3 separate regions of the Rattus norvegicus genome follow, and all the other regions are linked to region 1. A link is a contact called in public Hi-C data. All regions are on one chromosome and are shown on one strand. Each heading gives the region's core, a stretch centred on a gene start, on an enhancer-like site or on the middle of the called end of the contact. The rest is flanking DNA. Distances are from core to core; before and after follow the strand shown.

Region 1 (4,034 bases), core at 945-3,444:
TTACATATGTCATGACTTTGGTCTAGCAGTCATAATCAAAGTTTCAGATGATTTTAGTGGACCTGTTTCAAGATATTCACTACTCCAAAAAATACCGTATTTCAGACTCTACATTTCTAGAAGGTCTGTAAGACAAGCTAGTGACTGTTAAATGGTTCACACTGAGCTAGCAGTATTTTCTGTCTGTGAAGTCTTCCTCACCATTAAGCAAGTACCACTGTCTTTTTTTCAGAGGGGACGGATAACTCCAAAATGAACTAAACTCCAGCTGTATCTGGAAGAAGCCTTTCTTACTCCCTAGGGTTTTGTTCTAACTTGGAAAAACTAGTTTGCCCTTTGCTCTTTTAGTAACTAGATAGCTTTACAGGCAATTTGGTAACCAATCCTTCCTACGTGCACGACTCCTGTCCTGTTTTAATTTTTGTGCTTTTGACAGGTGCTGGATAGTTTATATCAAGTTGACCCAAGCAAACTAAAGTCATCTCAGAGGAGGGAATCTTGATTAAGAAAAAGTCAATTGCAGGCAAGCTTGTAGGGCATGTTCTTAGTGATTGAGGGGAAGAGTTCAGTCTATAGTGGGTGGGTGGGGCTATCCCTAGGCTGGTGGTCCTGGGCTGGTAAGAAAGCAGGTTGAAGGGCTGGAGATGATGGCTCAGCAGATGGATAAGAGCACTGGCTGCTCTTCCAGAGTTCCTGAGTTCAATTCCCAGCACCCAGCAACCATATATAACCACGGTCCTGTGGGATCCAATCCTTCTGGTGTGCAAATATACAGACGAAACACCCATATACATAAATTACATAAATAAATCCATCTTTAAAAAAGGTTACTCTGTAATCTGTTTTTTCACAGTAATAGAAACCCTAGCAAAGATGGCTGCCTGAAGTAAAAACATCCCATTTTGTATATAGCATACACTCTTTGGTCACTCAATCGGCTCGATTTTTCAACATCCCAATAACTCCACCACCACATACATAATTAATGAACCCAATAAATTTCTAGGTGTCAGGTATTCACTCCAAACTTCCAAAAGACTCTTCGACCGACCACCTTGCCAACTTCTCCAACTCCTTAAGGTCCACCCTGCACCCTCACAGCACCAACACACTGCGGTCACCTGGGCTGGTTGACTGCAATACTCCCAAGGTTTACTTCGTACAGGTTCACATTTAATTCTCCCAGCAACCCTGCAAATAAACTGTTCCCTCACCCAACTTACAGCTTTATTGAAAATAAAGCCAATGATTCCCTGGGTTCCAGGACTTTCCAAAGACAGGACAGCAATTTCACTTCTCGAATCATGCATCTTTTTCTCCAACCCAAATAAACCCTGGCAATATCTCTAAAAGCTTTGTTCTTAATTTTCCTTCCATATTTTTTTTTCTTCTCCAGTTCGGTTTCTCTAAATGTTCACAATTACAGAAAGCAAAGATTTATCTTCCCCGGACTGATAGTAAGGGAACTTTGGTTCAGAGGTCAAAAACATGAAATAACACATGCAGAGAATAAAACTCAGGCCTGTCTGTTTTTCATCATGTTCCCCACGTGCAGGTTAAGTGGAATTTATGCTGTCTATCCACGGAACCAAAAAAGAAAGTTCATTTAACTATGCCGTCTACCACTAGGTTTAACGAACAGCCAAGCTTTAGTTCTGAAGCGTCAGATCTCAAGGATCATTGCATTTCAGCATCTTATACCATCCGTTGTCCGCACCAACGTGACGAACACCGCCCAAGCCCGCAGGGGATGAACTAGGGAGCACCGCGACCCACAATGGGGCGTGTCCGAGGCCTCCACGCCGGAGTACTCAGTAGAAAGCTGCGCCCACCGGACGAGACCACCTCTGAAGGAACACAACCCACCCAAGGCTAAGGTCACAGTGAGAGGCTGGGCCGTATTGCCGCTAGGCGGGCCGGCGAGGGGTGATACCTTTGGCCGCGGAAATGTTGCTGAAGCGGATCTGGGCCGGTTTGTCGCGGTCCTGGTAGGCGCCTTTCCCGCGGTTGCCCGGCCCCGCTGCGGGCGGCCCGCTTCGGGAAGCTACGTTCTCCGGCATGGCGACTTTGATGGCGTCTGCGCGGGTTCAGGAGGACCGATGGACACGGATTCCGGCCTGCTGTGGAGTAACGGTCTCCCTGGCCGCCGCCTCCACGAACCTTCCAGAAAGCGACGCCGGGAGAGAAGGCGGAAGCCGAAGAAGGGGCCTGCGGTGGTGCCGGCGCAGATATGACGTCAGGGGCTGTCCGCCGCACGCCGGCCGCGGAGCTCGCGCGCGGAGATCCCGGGAGCGGACAGTCAACCGGTCCCTGTGCCTGGGCGCTGAGATGGAGCGGGAGGTTTTAAAGGCGTGACAGGTGCCATTCTATGTAGACCGGAGCCACTCGCTCCTGCTAGTCATGTTGACGAAGCCGTGACAGCCCTGGCTTTGTTCCGGAGTGGGTGTGGCGCAGCCGGCATTTTCCAGACATCTATATCAAAATTCTAAATTTTATTCCTAGTTTATTCACTTTGCAAAGGTGTTGGAGGAAAAATTTGCCATGAATAAGTTTCTTCCCTTGTGTATATATTTTTTGCCTGCCTAGGGGTTTAAATACACTGGTCAAATGGCACAGAATCTTAATAGTTGTGGAGCTGTGACTGCCTGCCAAATCCAGTCTGCCTTCTAGTTACGACCTCTTCCATAAACGTAGCCACTGACTCTTAGGGAACATAAACATAGTAATAACTGATTAGTAGTTATCTGCTGAACAAAGTGTGAAGCCTTTACACCCTTTACCTTACCTATTCCTCCTCATAATCCCGTGAAATAGGTGCCATCGTCTTTGCTTTATGGATGATGGCACTAAAGCCCAGGGTCAACCACAGTAAGGCGATGGAATCTGTCTCTAGGTAAACTTCCAAGGTTTCTATAAGCACTATCATTGACTAGGGAAGTTTATATAGGTAATACCTGTTCACTAGTAGTTCACAGTTAATCATTGAGAACCCATAAGGTGCCACATGCCTGCAGTAGGTTAAGGAAAAATTGTTTTATGGACTTAGTCCTGTGATCACGAGGAGCTTTGACACGAACTCAGGCTATTAAGACTAAGATGAAGTTTTCAAGTCCTCCCCCACTGCACCACCCCCTCCATCCGGGGGATACATCTTTTTCAAAGACTAGTTTACCCCTCCCTCACAGTACATAAACATTCTATGGCAGTTGAGACAACTGGTTTATATGAAAAGAACAGGTGCTGGTACTGTGGTGGTTTGAGATGACCCCCCCCCACCCCCAGTTTCAGACAAATACTTGGTTCCCAGTGGGTAGCTCTGATCAGAGAAGCTTAGAAGGTGTAGTCTTGCTGGAGTAAGTGTATCACTGGGGACAGAATTTGTTTCAAAAGTTGCCAGGCATTCCCAGCTGCTTCCTGTTCACAATTTGAGATGTGAGCTGCCCCTGCCCCATGTTTTCCCTGCAGTTCAAGTGTAAGTCCTGGAACCATAACACCCCCACCCCCCCAAAAATCTTCCTTCTATAAATTGCCTTCGTCGACATGTGTTTGTTTTTGTTTTCGAGATAAGGTTTCTCTGTGTAGCCTTGACTGTCCTGGAACTAACTCTCTGTAGACCAGGCTGACCTGAAACTCACAGCTATCCACCTGCCTCAGCTTTCCAAGTGCTGGGATTAAAGGCCTGTGTCACCGCCACCCGGCATAGTCATGGTGATTTAGCGTTTTATCACAGCAATAGAGAAGTAACTAACACAAGTACTCTGACTTCTCCTGCCCCTAAAAGCAGGAGACAAAACTACCACCTGAAAGGGGCCTTCACTGTGCTGCAGGAAGACACTTCTTCCCAGGGACAGGGAAGCAGAATGAAAGAGGTCCAAGCCAATCTCTGCCAATCATGCTGGAAATCTGAGTTCACTGCCTCATGCACGGATGTTTCAGGGAATTCTTCTTTTCTGCAATAGTTGGATTTATCTATGGTTTCCTGACCGAACGGCCTGGGTGGACTGTCTGCATAGTTTGCTTTCTTGTGTTTGTTG
Region 2 (3,795 bases), core at 1,171-3,670, 200 kb before region 1:
TCAGACAGGGTTTCTCTGTGTAGCCTCAACTGGCTTAGCCTTGGCTGGCCTGGAACTTGATCTATAGACCAGGCTGGCCTCGAACTCACAGAGATCTGCCTGCCTCCTGAGTGCTGGAGTTAAAGGTGTGTGTGCAGCACCACCTCTGGCCATCTGGAAGTTCTTTTCACAGGATCACAGAAGGCAATGTGAACAAAGAACACCCAGAAACTCAGTAAGTGTTCCACATCATGAAGTCCCTGTGTGTACACATCCCTGGTTGTAAGCTTGCCTCAAGCCCTTTGGGGGACGGGGGAAAGTTTGAGATGAGGTCTGATTTATGTAGTTCTGGCTGGCCTGAAATGTAGACTCTGCTTGCCTGTGTCCTAAGTTCTGGGATTAAAGGAGTGGGCTACGACATCCATCTATGAATCAAATTAACTTTCTACCTAGAAACAGAATAAAGGCAATTTAAGTGTCTACTTTCTCCTCTCCCCTCCTCCCCAAAAATGACCTGAGCTGGTCATGGTGGCTCATGCCTTTTACCCCAGCATGTCAGAGGTGGCTGCTGGGGCACCAGCTCCTGCTCTCCCCGTAGATGATATCTCAAACATTCTGTGAGTCACTTGTGGTTCTTCGATGCATTTTGTTTTGATATTTATTTATTTATTTTTAAAGATTTAGTTATTATGTATACAGCGCTCCACCTGCATGTACACGTGCAGGCCAGAAGAGGGCACCAGATCTCATTACAGTTGGTTGTGAGCCACCATGTGGTTGCTGGGAATTGAACTCATGACCTCTGGAAGAGCAGTCAGTGCTCTTAACTCTGAGCCATCTCTCCAGCCCCCTTGTTTTGATTTTTAAAGGGGAGTGGTTGGGGCTGGGGATTTAGCTCAGTGGTAGAGCGCTTACCTAGGAAGCGCAAGGCCCTGGGTTCGGTCCCCAGCTCCGAAAAAAAGAACCAAAAATAAATAAATAAAAAATAAAGGGGAGTGGTTATCTTAGCTCACAATCCCCACTAATAGACCATCATAGCAGGGAAGTTAAGGTGGCAGGACTCACACTTGGGGTCACATGGAGCCATAATTAGGGTCACAACTGGGGCTACACCTGGAATCACACCTGGGGTCACACCTGAGGGTCACAGGGCAACCATGCCAAGAGCAGACAGAAAGGAGTGCATAGGGTGGAACATAGAAAGGGAAAGAAGGAAGACTAGAAACAGCATGCTGATCTGTGCAGACAGTGACAGGCTGGCACTTTTGGTTTGAGGTGGTATGGGACGATGTGAGCTGGCTCAGGGCAGCTCCATACATACAGTTTCCTAGTATCTCATACAGCAGCTCTACCTGATTTTTTAAAAAAAATAGTACCAGTTTGTTGTTGTTGGTGGTGTGTGTGTGTGTGTGTGTCTGTGTGTGTGTGTGTTAAGACAGGGTCTCACTTGGTATTCCTGATTCTCCTGGAACTTACTTTGTAGACCAGGCTGGCCTAAAACTAAGAGATCTTCTCACCTTTGCCTCCTGAGGTCTGGGATTGAAGACATGTGCCTGGCTTGACTTTTTTTTTTTTTAATACTGAGCTGTATGTGGTAATATACACCTTTAATTATAGCACTCAGGAGGCTGAGGTGCAAGTACCTTTATGAATAGAATGAGCTACAGGCCAGCCAGGGCTACATATAGAGATCTTGTCTCCCCAAAACAAAACTATGTAAATGTATTTCTACACACACACAAACGCCTGCTTGTCTTGCCAGAAGAGGAGGTCAGCTCTCCTAGAACTGAGTCCCAGAGGGTTGTGATGTAGGTCTAAGGAATTGAACCTTGGGTTTTCTGCTAGGACAGCATGTAGCTGGTCTTTGCTATTTGTGGGTTCTTCTTCCCACCCTTCCTCCACCCCTACCCACTCCCACCCCTGTTTTGCCCTAATAATAGACAGGAGAGACAGAGAGTGGGGTGTCTTAGGGTTTTACTGCTGGGAACATAACCATGACCAAGGGAACTCGTATAAGGACAACATTTAATGGCTGGCTTACAGGTTCAGAGGTTCAGTCCATTATCATCAGGGCAGGAACATGGCAGTGCCTAGGTAGGCATGGTGCAGGAGGAGCTGAGAGTTCTACATCTTGTTCCAAAGGCAAACTGGAGAAGACTGGCTTCCAGGCAGCTAGGAGGAAGCTCTCAAAGTCCATGCCCACAGTGACACACTTCCTCCAAAAAGGCCACACCCACTCCAACAAATGCTTCTCTCTGGGCCAATCACATACAAACTATCACAAGAGGAGACAGTTACAGATCCCTGAGTCTAATTTCTTTCCTTTGTTTTTTCTTTGAGCCCAAACTACTAACCACACCCAACCCCCTGAATGACCAACAATCGTCTATGCCGCCTCGTAAAGTCCTTAGTGTTTATATAACCTCTGAAACGTTCCCAGAATTCCAAAGGCCTCACAGGCGCAGAAACTGTCTGCAGCTGGGAAGACCACGCCCCTCTGAAGCACCTGCAATCATAGTCAGCTGATACGGGCAGTGTGACGCAACACCCGATCTCCGCACCTGGGATTAAAATGAAAGCACATTCTTATAATATTTCTGTGTTTTTTAAAGAAGCCAAAACTGTTACCACACAGCAAGTGTTCCTCACCCCCCACTCCCTACCTCAAAACAGCCAGGGATTTTCTGTGTGGCCCTGGCTGTCCTGGAACTCACTCTGTAGGCCAGGCTAGCCTTAACTCAAACTCAGCCACCCGCCTGAGGCTGCCTCCCGAGTTCTGCGATTAAAGGCGTGCGCCACCACTGCCCGGCCAGCGAGTGTTCTTAACCACTGAGAAATCTCTCCGGCTTCGATTTATTTATTGTTTTATTTTTTAAGGTTTATTTTACTTTAACATTGTGTGTATGTGCGTGTCTGTGTGGGAGTATGTGCACACGCGCCCTTGGAGTTCAGAAGTGTGTATTGGGGCCCTTGGACCCATTCAGGATATCAAGATACTTGATAAGGGTGTTGCGAACCATGCTCAGGCCTTCTGCAGAGCCCCACGTGTTTTTGTTTGTTTGTTTGTTTGTTTGTTTGTTTTTGTTTTTTCCGGAGCTGGGGACCGAACCCAGGGCCTTGCGCTTGCTAGGCAAGCGCTCTACCACTGAGCTAAATCCCCAACCCCAAAAATGTGTAGCCCAGGCTGGCCTCGAACTCGTGATCCTCCTGCCTCTGCCTCCTTCAGCAAATCCTACCGGCGTGCGCCACCACAACCGGCCATCCCCACGTGTTTTTTTAAACTGCTAAGCAATCTCTCTAGCGTCCTGTACATGTTCTTATCGTCAGTTGTAATCTGAATCCATTGAAAATTGGGGTCACTTTACTTCTGTCTCTTAGCCAGGAAATGACTTGATTCTGAAATTGCAGGAATCTGTGCTGAGGAATGAAGGCAAGGACACAGCATAATGGCGGAGAAAGGGAGAAGAGGCGTGGCGGTGTAGTTAGGCTAACCTTGAACTAGCGATCCTCCTGCCTCCGGCCCCCAGCGTTAGGTTACAGCAGGCTTCCTTCATTATGCATTGTATTCTCCTGGTTTTGGAGACTGGGTTTCACTCTCATCTGCTGGCCCAGAACTTACAGCATTTCTTCTGTCTCAGTGCTCTGAGTACTGAATTACAGGCTACCACCAGCACAACATTTCTTTCTTTTTTTTTTTTTTAAAGATTTATTTATTTATTATATATATAAGTACACTGTAGCTGTCTTCAGACACACCAGAAGAGGGCATCGGATCTCTTTACAGATGGTTGTGAGCCACCATGTGGTTGCTGGGAA
Region 3 (3,886 bases), core at 540-3,039, 240 kb before region 1:
CCATCTAAAAGGTAAGTTCACATGAAGTCAAAAAACAAGACGCTACAAAAGACTGTTACTCGGTGTGTGGGCAATCGCCTGCTTCATTCAGTAAGAAACACACGCCTCACTAGGAAGGGCCCGCCCTCCCCTGGCTTCCCACCCGAACGACTCTCAGCACTTCTAACTATAGCTCACAGGAGCACGCATTCACCCCGCCCATACTCGGAGGAGGCATTTAGACCCGGCGCCTTAAGTTCACCGCCCTATTCTCTCTGCAGCATGTCCTCTGAGTGATCCGAGGTCCCGCCTCGGCGAGTATTCAGTGCATCCTCTACAACCACCACTTCCTCTCCTCCACCCCAAACTCAAGAAACCAGAAGGAGAATCAGGGAGGGCATCATTCACTATGTTCGCGGTTCCACCAACAAGACATGTAAGCCCCGGGCGAAAAAAAATCCTATAACACGGAACCTCACTTGCAGATCCCCGAAAAGAGAAATTAACTCGGTTTTTTTCTACTTCTTGTTACACACACACAGACACACTCACAAAACCAACAACAACAACAAAAATTCACCCACAAGGCTTTCGAGTTTCTTCACAGAAGAAGGGACTCGGTAGCCCCTCCCTCCCCCATCCCAAGCTCTCCACCGAGGGGGCCACGTGATGCAGGCGGACGTTTCAATGCTGCTGCACTAAATATTTCTGGAAACTTCCACTCCTAATAATTTACAGAGACGTTCCTGAAATCACCCCAACTCTCCCCAGCCCTTTGGACTGGGGAAGCCCTTCCACCCACGCGCAGGGGCTCAGACTCACTACCACGCTCCTCGCCTTCCTCCACCGCCACCCGCACACGCCGATGACCCAGCAAGCACTCCCCTCCCGCGGCCGCCTCCCCGCCTCCATCACCGAGCGACAGAAGCGCTTCCATTCAATCGCAGGCTCTGCCGAGGGCCCCGCGCCCGCCGCGCCTCATGCCCGCCGCGCCGCCGCCCGACCCTCGGCCCCGAGCACACGACCGACTTACCCAGAAATTCAACCAACTGCTTCTTCCTTCCTTGTCCGGGCTTGGGGCGAGGGAAGGTGGGGAGGAGGGAGAGGGGAGGAAATCAAGGTGGGTTTCACAGTTTTCCCACCTTAAAAAAAAAAAGAAATTAAAAAGCAGAGAAGGGCAAAAAAAAAAAAAAGCTCAATATTTACTATTCCAGGGACAACTCCACCCAACACACACGCACACACACACGCGCGCACGCACACACACGCGCCCCACCAAAAAGGGGAATTAATCCGAGGAATAAATGCTCCCGCCCGGCTGGGGAGAGGGAAGAACGGGGGAGGGGAGCGGGCCGGTCCGTGAGACGGAGCTCAGGACCCTCCAGCCACAGGCGGCGGCGGGAGCAGCAGCGCGAGTCCGTACGGCCAGGGCCGCTCTGCCGCCAGTTGCAGTCCGGCTCCCCCGACCACACAGGGTTCCCTCGCTCACGCCGCTCCGGCGCCGGCCCCCCCAACCCGGGCTAGCCTAAACTTTCCCCCCTTCGCGTGCTCCTCAGCGACTGGTGGCTCCCCCCTCCCCCTCGGGATGGTTGCACGACTGCTGCAGCAAAGGCTGGAACAGGTACGGCTGCCGGGGCTGTAGCTACTGTTGCTCTTGCTGATGCTGAAGCTCCCGCTGCTCCTGCCGCGGCCGCTGCAGCCGCTTCTCCCCCTCCTCCTAGTGCCTCAAACTCGGAACCGGTTGAAACCGGTTCAGACTGGGAGATTCCATCTCGGTTGAGTTTTCAGCCCATGGCGCCGCGGAGCGTTTGGAACCTGGGCCTCCGCCCCCAGGCCGCGCGCCCATTGGTCGGCCCCGGCCACAGCCGTGTCATCAGCCTACCTCCTATTGGTCCGAGCGCCCGTCAGTTCTACCTCAAGGCTCCACACGAGCCTGCCGCTTAGGCCCCCGCCTCTTTCCAGCAGTGATTTGCCCGCAGAGTGGGGGAGGGGAGGCGGGGCGGGACGCAAAGGAGTGAGGGGGGGTGGAGGAAGAGAAGGTGGGACGTAGAACAGAACCCAGCAAAGAGGAGAGCGGAGAAGCCTCACGGGGGATTGGCTGGAGTCAGCTGTCAGTCAAGTGCAGCCCGCCTTCGACATCCCTTCCCCCTCGCGTGGCTCCCCCTCTCCGTCCCTCGCTTGTAAGCCCGGCCTTTTCGGCTCGCCCATTGGCTGGGCTCCTTTGGTGACGAAGAGGGTGGGGTTCGCCCGTGAGCTGAAGGAGGCGCGAGTTTGAGCGCCGCGCGCGCGCCGCTCTCCTCTCTGCTTTTCCCCGTTCCCTGGCGGCCCGCCCCCTCGGGCTCCCGCCAACCTCAGGGGCCTCGGCCTAGGGCCCCAGCACCCGCCCCTCGGATGGGGTCTGTGCTCGCAAAAGGGAGGGCACGCCCTGTTTCTACATCGAGATAGGCGGAGGCGAAGGACCGCAACGAACACATAGGTGGCAGATGGTAGGCCCTGGGCCTTGGATCCATTGTAAAGACCTGGGTTTGGACACTGCAGTTGGGGACGGGAATAACACGGGCAGAGGCTGGCATAAACTGTGGGGAGTGCAGTTTTGGCGCCTCATGGTCTCGGAGTCCTAGAAACGGTTAGTTACTGGGCAAACCTCCTTAGAAATTTAACTCTCTCCCCAGACTTGCTTCAACAAGAAGTTAATTTCAGTCCTAAAAACACTGAAAGCCCTTTTACCAACTTAACAGTGCATATAGACTGACCTTGTGTCAACTTATTTCAACTTGGTGCCCTTAATGTCCGTCGCCCAGAGGTTAACAAATGGCTCCCAAGTGCCAGGTCAGTTTTACTGATTAGGCTTGCTTAAGACAACCAGCAGTTGGGTGGTGGTGACACACACTGGGAGGCAGAGGCAGGCACATCTCTTGAGTTGAAACACAGCCTGGACTATAGGGAGAGCTCCAGGACAGACCAGTTGACCTGGCATAATGGCACAGGCCTGTACTCCCAGCACTTGGGAGGAGGTGACAGGAAGATTAGGGATGTAAAGCCATCCTCAGCTACAGAATAAATTAAGTGTCAGCTGGAGTCAGAAGATGCTATCCCTATACACAGAAACAAATGTTCGGAACACAAATCTGACTCGTTAAAATCTGTTCTACCCCCATGAATAGGGATATGGAGATGTAAAAAAACGGAGTCTGATACCTGAATTCAATAGGTATGGGAGACGTTATGTGCAATGCTCCATTGAATACAACATATAGCCCCACGAGGAAGTTATTTTTTACACAACATTTCTGCCCCGGAATACACATACAACCTCATACTACCCTATATTGTTTTCGTTTGTTTGGGTCAGGGGCCGCTTGGCACAGCTCAAGTGTGGAAATCAGAGCACCTTATTGAGTTAATTCGTCAGTTCCTTTTTCTCTTTTGAGACAGGGACTTGATGGATAGCCCTCACTGGCCTAGAACTGGCAGTGATCATCCTGCCTTTACCTCCCGAGTGGCCCTGTACCCTGTAACTACATAGATTACAGGCTGACCTTGAGCTCAAAATTTTCCTGTGTTTGTCTCTAGTGCTTGCTGGAATTACAGGTATATGTATGCCCTTCTGAAAAATAGTCTTTGTTGCTGGACACACCCTGGGGAGGCAGAGGCAGGCAGAGCTCTGTGAGTTGAAGGCCAGCATGGTCTACATAGAGAGTTCCAGGCCAGCCCCCTGTATTAAAAGCAAGCAAACAAACAAACAGTGTTTTCCAAGTGTGGTTACATGCCTGTAACCCCAAGGCTCAGGAGGCTGAGGCAAGAAGCCTGGACTGCATAGTGAATCCATAGCTCAAAAACAAACAAAAGAACAAACCAAAACCCCCAAATTAAATAAAACTACATTCAGGGGCAGAAGAGATGGCTC

The links. A called contact is a pair of places that touch in the nucleus more often than the background predicts.
Region 2: a Hi-C map of liver shows a contact between it and region 1, with 2.2 times the contacts expected there. The contact joins the enhancer-like site here to the promoter of Cct4 in region 1. A contact is called at or near these places in 6 of 12 Hi-C or Micro-C datasets (the A7r5 cell line, Schwann cells, hepatocytes and 2 more).
Region 3: a Hi-C map of Schwann cells shows a contact between it and region 1, with 7 times the contacts expected there. The contact joins the promoter of Xpo1 here to the promoter of Cct4 in region 1. A contact is called at or near these places in 9 of 12 Hi-C or Micro-C datasets (the A7r5 cell line, Schwann cells, frontal cortex and 4 more) and 1 of 1 datasets of contacts at active chromatin or transcription factors (oligodendrocytes).

The regions. Positions count from the first base shown.
Region 1 is chr14:101,191,217-101,195,250 of GRCr8, reverse strand. It overlaps Cct4 (chaperonin containing TCP1 subunit 4), which reads right to left and starts at 2,194. Exons shown (of 14, transcript NM_182814.2): 1 at 1,934-2,194. The coding sequence starts at 2,060. LOC134481877 (a long non-coding RNA gene) reads left to right here. Exons shown (of 2, transcript XR_010057758.1): 2 at 1-4,034.
Region 2 is chr14:101,386,891-101,390,685 of GRCr8, reverse strand. LOC120096542 (a long non-coding RNA gene) reads right to left here. Exons shown (of 3, transcript XR_005493052.2): 3 at 1,940-2,540. Among named protein-coding and RNA genes, the nearest start is that of Xpo1, 46 kb to the left of the region's middle. Within about 2 kb of position 2,420, at least 10 of the 93 cell types and tissues checked have an H3K27ac peak or open chromatin away from gene starts, as enhancers often do. A contact at or near this core is called in hepatocytes and liver, where this site is marked.
Region 3 is chr14:101,432,353-101,436,238 of GRCr8, reverse strand. It overlaps Xpo1 (exportin 1), which reads right to left and starts at 1,789. Exons shown (of 24, transcript NM_053490.2): 1 at 1,013-1,789. LOC134481879 (a long non-coding RNA gene) reads left to right here and starts at 1,993. Exons shown (of 3, transcript XR_010057760.1): 1 at 1,993-2,465.